2 separate regions of the Anas platyrhynchos genome follow, and region 2 is linked to region 1. Evidence: chromatin contacts called from public Hi-C data. All regions are on one chromosome and are shown on one strand. The core of a region is the stretch at or near the end of the contact, and the rest is flanking DNA. Distances in the headings are between cores, read along the strand shown. Region 1 holds the start of ABCC3 (ATP binding cassette subfamily C member 3). Region 2 overlaps ABCC3 (ATP binding cassette subfamily C member 3).

The links. Hi-C and Micro-C count contacts between places; a contact is called where the count stands out from the background.
Region 2: a contact with region 1 is called in a Hi-C map of liver, with 2.4 times the contacts expected there. The contact joins the enhancer-like site here to the promoter of ABCC3 in region 1. A contact is called at or near these places in 2 of 8 Hi-C or Micro-C datasets (liver and skeletal muscle).

What each region holds. Positions count from the first base shown.
Region 1 is chr19:4,117,260-4,120,098 of IASCAAS_PekinDuck_T2T, reverse strand. ABCC3 (ATP binding cassette subfamily C member 3) reads right to left here and starts at 1,469. Exons shown (of 31, transcript XM_027471310.3): 1 at 1,309-1,469. The coding sequence starts at 1,338.
Region 2 is chr19:4,156,246-4,159,084 of IASCAAS_PekinDuck_T2T, reverse strand. It overlaps ABCC3 (ATP binding cassette subfamily C member 3), which reads right to left. Exons shown (of 31, transcript XM_027471310.3): 20 at 2,376-2,481; 21 at 1,676-1,829; 22 at 153-360. Among named protein-coding and RNA genes, the nearest start is that of ANKRD40, 19 kb to the left of the region's middle. Within about 2 kb of position 1,419, at least 2 of the 8 cell types and tissues checked have an H3K27ac peak or open chromatin away from gene starts, as enhancers often do.

The DNA.
Region 1 (2,839 bases), core at 220-2,719:
CACTGCACAGCAAAGTAACAGTGCTGCACAAGGCAATGAACCAAAGTACTAAAAAGCCTGCATAACTGCTGGAACATTTTACATTACTGTATCAATAAATAGTTATCAAAAGTTTTCAGCACCAATAGAAGTTGAAGCAAGCCTTCCTTGAGAAGCTAAGGCAAACTTCTTGCAGTCAATAGCTAGCAAGCAGTGTTGGTCTGTTTGTGCTTGTTCCTGTTTTATAAGTGTTTATAGTAGAAATAAGAGCTGAAAATACTTGTTTGAGCAAGCTTATCCGCCAAGCGCTGTAGCAGTAAGCGTGCAGAGTGCTTGGCAAGGAAATATGAGATTGAACAAAAAATGTAACCAATGGCTCAGGACCTAAGTCCTCTTTTTAAAATGCAATGTTGACAGAGATTTTAACAGATAATTAGTTATCTGAAGACAAAGCTCAGCATTAAGTCTTCAGAGCCAACTACTTGTTGCTCTTGTGTTGCTCTTTAATACCTTCCTAGCAGTTATTAAGAAGAGCTTCATCGCCAGCCACTCCTTCTCATTCCTGCTGGTCTTTTGTTGGAAAAAATCCCTCTCGAGTTAAGTCAACTTAAGACAAACTAACATGCAAAAAAACGTGATTTATTGAAAGGCAGCTCCAAGTTCTCCACACATGCTCAAATCCCCATGACTTCGTAAGGTCTGCCTGCACGGAACAGGAGAGAAACAACAGCACGCTGTTACTGGACCGCGGAGCAACGCTGCACCGAGCACTTGCAGCAGCCAGCAGGCACACACGGCTACAGCAGCACTTCCCAAACTTTCCTGCTTGCAGCCCCAGCACCTGCTCCAAGCCCCTTTCCAAAGGGCTGAAGGCTCCAGTCTCTAACTCAAGCCACCGCCAGCCTTGGGATTAGCTGCCAGGAGCCCACCACCCTCCAGCAACGGGGCGCTTGGCAGGCAGCACTCTGATGGACATCAGCAATGCCAGCACAGGACCCTCGGAGAAAGCAACGATCGGGAACATCACTATGAAGCCCAGCTGTTGGCAGAGCTGCAAAACAGATTCGCACCCCTTCAACGGAGCCCAAACGAGAGAGCTGTGACCAGCCCCAGCGCTAGGCAAACTCGGCAGGGCAAGCCCACGGAGAGGGGCTGCTGAGGATGCAAAGAGGATGCACCAAAGTCCCGTTGGGAGCCTCCAGGGAGTGCTGCCCACCCCCAGCGGGGACCCCCGAGCCCGCTTCCCGGGGAGCCCCCCTCTCTCCTCAGGGGGGCCGCTGCCAGCCCGGCCCCCGCTCCTCTCCTCGGAGCGCCAGGCGCGCTGCTTACCCAGAAGCGGGACCCGCAGAACACCTCCATGGCCACGGCAGGGGGAACCGAGCCTCTCCTCCTCCTCTTTCTCCTCCTCCAGGCCCACGCCGGACAGCGGGAGAAGCCGGCCCCGGCCTCTCCTGGGCGGGCCGGGGCTCGCCGGGCCCGCACCTCCCCGCCCCCGGCCCTCCCTCGCTCCCTCCCTGGCGGCGGCGGCGGCAGGCGCCATGGCCTCGCCCCGCTGCCCTCGCCCCCTCAGGACGGGAGGCGCCGGCCCGGCCTTTATCGCCTCGGTGAGGCCGCCTCAAGCACCCCTCTGTAGCCATTAGGGCCGGGGAGAAGGTGCCAGGTCTCCCCTCGTGGGCATGTGGCTCTGGGCACTGAAAGGCAGGCGGTGCTGCCAGTGTGGGGCTTCTTGCTCTGTGAGGGTGGCTTCCCCATGGAAGGATCAATCCCCTAGGAAGATGTTTTCTTTGCTCTGTGCCACCTGTGGAGATAAATAGGGTCTGCTCTTGGAGGGGGACACTGGCAATTCCCACATAGCGGGCAGAGATAGGGCTGAGGGGCTTGCACATGTCCCCGGTCACCTAGGGATGTCTGCTGGCCACCTGGGTTTGAGGCTGTCCGTGTCCAGCCATCCAAGCTGCTCAGACCAACATTTACATCTCAGAGACACTCAGTGTCTCTCCTCTAGAAAGGCTTGAAGTGTGGTTACCTCAGCAGCACCACAGATGCGAAGAGAGAGCAGCAAACCCAGGCCCAAGACCTGTGCTTCTGTAGCACAGCCCCTGCCACACAGCTCTGAAACCAAGGGTGCTGGACAAGAAAGAACAGATGGCTGTTCATAAACAGTGTTGTACCCTGAGTCATGGACGTCTGGAATCTCAGGAAAATGGCCTTAGTTCCCTATTTTTTCTGTTTATTTGTTTTTTTTTTTGTTTTTTTTTTTTTTCTTGTATTCCTGCCTGGCTGTAGCCTAGCCTCGCTGGTATCCTGCTAACAGGAATCAGGAGTTCTCCAAGCTACATTTAAGCCTGGCCACTTGTGCAAGTGCCTAAATTATTGTCTATCTGCAGCCACTTCCTTCATGCTGATTGCATCCTCTGTAGACATTAGGCTGAAGCAGTGGCGAGGCTCTATTTTAAAAGCTTCCAGTCAATAAATTTCACATATATGTATAACTAATAGATTTTGTAGTGCACCTTGTACACAACCTGGCTTTTACTTCCTCACAATGAAAGAACACTGTTTGCTTTCCTCTTGGACAGGACTTGTCCTTCAGCATTATTGGCCTTCCAGCACCTGCTGTTTGTTGACCTGCTTCCTGTAGCATCTGGTCCAATATCATCATCTCACTCAAATCTCCCCATTGTCACAAATCTACTTAAATATCTTAAGAGTTCCAGTGTCCATGGTGAAGAACCGTCAATAAGAAGGCTGCCATCAAAAATTTTCAAAAGAGGGAAGAAGAAAGATGAGAAGCCCAGAGTTGCTGTGCACCCCAAATATTTCCGTTCTAAAGAAAAAAAAAAATCTGCTTATCTTTTAT
Region 2 (2,839 bases), core at 170-2,669, 39 kb before region 1:
GCTCAGACTTTCTGGTTCCAGGTTTCTTTACTTCCCTTGCTTAGGATAAGATTTTGCTGGCAATTTTGGGCCACCAGCAACTAGTAAATGGCTTTCCCATCTAATTCCTCTTTGATAAGTACTAAGACATCATGATTTTTATCTGGCCTTACCTTGCAAGAGGCCCAAGGCAGCATAGACTCCAATTCGCATGGATGTGTTGTGCTGAGTCCCGTTTATCACTGGCTCGTTGGTCCAGTCACTGAGCCACACATTGGCCCCAATCGAAGCAGCATTTTGACAGCAGTATAGGAAGCATATAGCTAAAGAGATGACAGGGCTGACAGCCTTCATGTATTGCCAGAACACTGTTAGCTTTACCTGCAAAATCACACCAAAGCTGGTTTGTACAACTTACAGAATCAGAAGTACAGACAGAAAAAAGAATCCTTCAGCAGAGAAACTGCTGAGTTCAAAACTGCCCAAAATCTAACAGACCGCAGAGGGTCTCCATGTCAGGGGGGTAACTTCCTAAACAAGTCAGAAACTTATCTGAAATATTCTTTTCCTCCAATTTGATGAACTGTATTGTGTTAGTTTTGCGGGGTTTTATTTTTTAAGACTGCTAGACAGGGCTGGGAAGAGGTTGATCAAATAGCTGCAAAGGATGGGTAACAAGAACAGCAACCAAGACTTTCAGGCAAAAGCAACTTGTCAGGCATATCCAGCTCAGGACTACTTAAAGGGCCTATTCAGGTCCTATTTTAGGCCTCCATTCAGGTGTCTTCACAATAAGTTCTAAGGTAATGCAAAAAAAAAAAAAAAAAAAAGCAGATAGGCAAAAAGACAGACTCAGGACACAACAATCTCTAAAAAGGCTTAAGGAAAAATAATTTAGAGAACAAGTGTTGCTGATTAGGGACTTTAACAGCTAAAATAATCCACAGAAACAGTCAATGAAATGTCTGTGCTATGAAGCATGTACATCAGACAGTAAACAGGACATGCTGAGTGGTAGGACACCTTCTGAAGTGGCTGAAGTTGTAGGAAGGGGCTTTCTTTGACAAGATCACCCTGTTCCTTTTTCATCCACTCCTTCCTGTCCCTGGATTTTATGTCTTTATTCCTATCTTCTTTTTTTCCCTTTTCCTCTCTTTTTTCTCTATTCCTGTTTTACTCGCTGGCCCTGCTCGCGGAGAGTGCAGCCCATTTTGTACCCATGAGCATAAACTGCTCCTGAGGATGGTGTGGCAGGTTGGCAGGTATCGTTTAGACAGAACAGATCCACTGGCACGCAGCAGGCAGCTGGCTCGTAGAACCCACTGCTGCAGGTCATCAAATACCCAGTGCTGCAGCTGGACTTGCACAGCAGCCAAACAGGTTAAAGACCAACAGTGCTGAAAGCTCTGCAACGTAAGGACAGAGCTGACAGAGTGCAGTGCTATGCAGTATCAGGTGACTGTGGCAGGAGCTGGAAAGAAAAGAATCCCTTCCTAACTACACAGCCTTTGCCAGGTGCAGAACTCCCTGCCAAAAGCCCTAATTTGAAGGATCAGTGGCCACCAGATTAATTCCTAAAACGTGCTGTCATAATTTATACAATGCATTTAGCAGAACTGGATCAAATGTAAAAGTAAAAAAGATATTTTTTCAAGCAGGAAAAAAAGGAAAAGGAAGGGGGAAAATCACACTATACCGTTCCCGTTTCAGTGGTTTCTGCCTGAATAAGTTTCTCGTTAGGATTTTTTCTTGGCAGAGGAGGCTCAGCTGGCTTCTTTTCACAGACTCTCCGTTTCGTTGACATTTTGTTGGGACATTCTCCTCCCTCAGAAGATATTACACTAAGTTGCCTAGTCAAAACAATAGAGTCATTAGGAGAAAGAGGGCATATTGTGGCTGTGCTAAAGCAAGAATGGGATGCAGCAGACTGGACTTCATCCCAGCTCTTTTGCTCTGTTCCCATGCCAGCCTCACTTGCAGATATGGGTGTATGTAGGATCCTCATGCATGTATTCAGTAATGCCAGAACTATAGCTCCTAACAAAGGCTGGACACTTTGATACAGGGCATTAGAGTCCTCATTGCAAAACAGGCTTTTCAAAGCTAACCCCCGAGTTTCTGTTTTCACATCAACAGTAACTGGAGAGTGTTCCAAGGGTATGGTTATTAAAAAAGTTGCTTTAAGAAGTTGGTTCAATTTGGATTAAAAAGAAGATTGCAGGAACAGTTGTTTGATCTTTGCTTGTTCTTTCACATTTACTTTCAAAAGGACTCTAAAACAATTTATTTTTAAGAGGAAACGAAGTCGCAGACTGAGAGACAGTATTTGATTAACATCTTTCAGATGTGTTTTACCCCAGATACAGATTACAAACACAAGAGGACTTCATGTTTACCTAAGGAACTGTTTGCGGGCCTCGTTCGTCACAGGTTCGTTATCTGCCAGATCGGTGTGGATGCTGAGGGTGTCTTCAGCTAGCAGGACCTCTTCCTCTTCCACCACTGCAAGACAAGATTGCATCTCAGAGTTTCTGCTGAGTAAAGCAGAAAGCAGGGAAACAAGTGGCCAGGCAAAGCAAGGGTAACGAAAATCAATAGCATAGCAGGAAAATCATAGTACATAATCCCATCATTAATCACCCCCAGTGGCAGTAGTCACATCCCTTTGGTGCATCACTTTACTAAATTGCAGAGGTCTTGTGAGGTAGATTGGTGACCAAATGCATTTACATCTCATTGCCTTAGTGCATCCAAAATGCTAAGTGATAGTGTTATAGTTAGTTCTAGCTCAATTTACATATAGAACATGCTCTAGGCATGATCTTGGGATGGGGTCTCATGTCAGGACCTACTGAAAGCC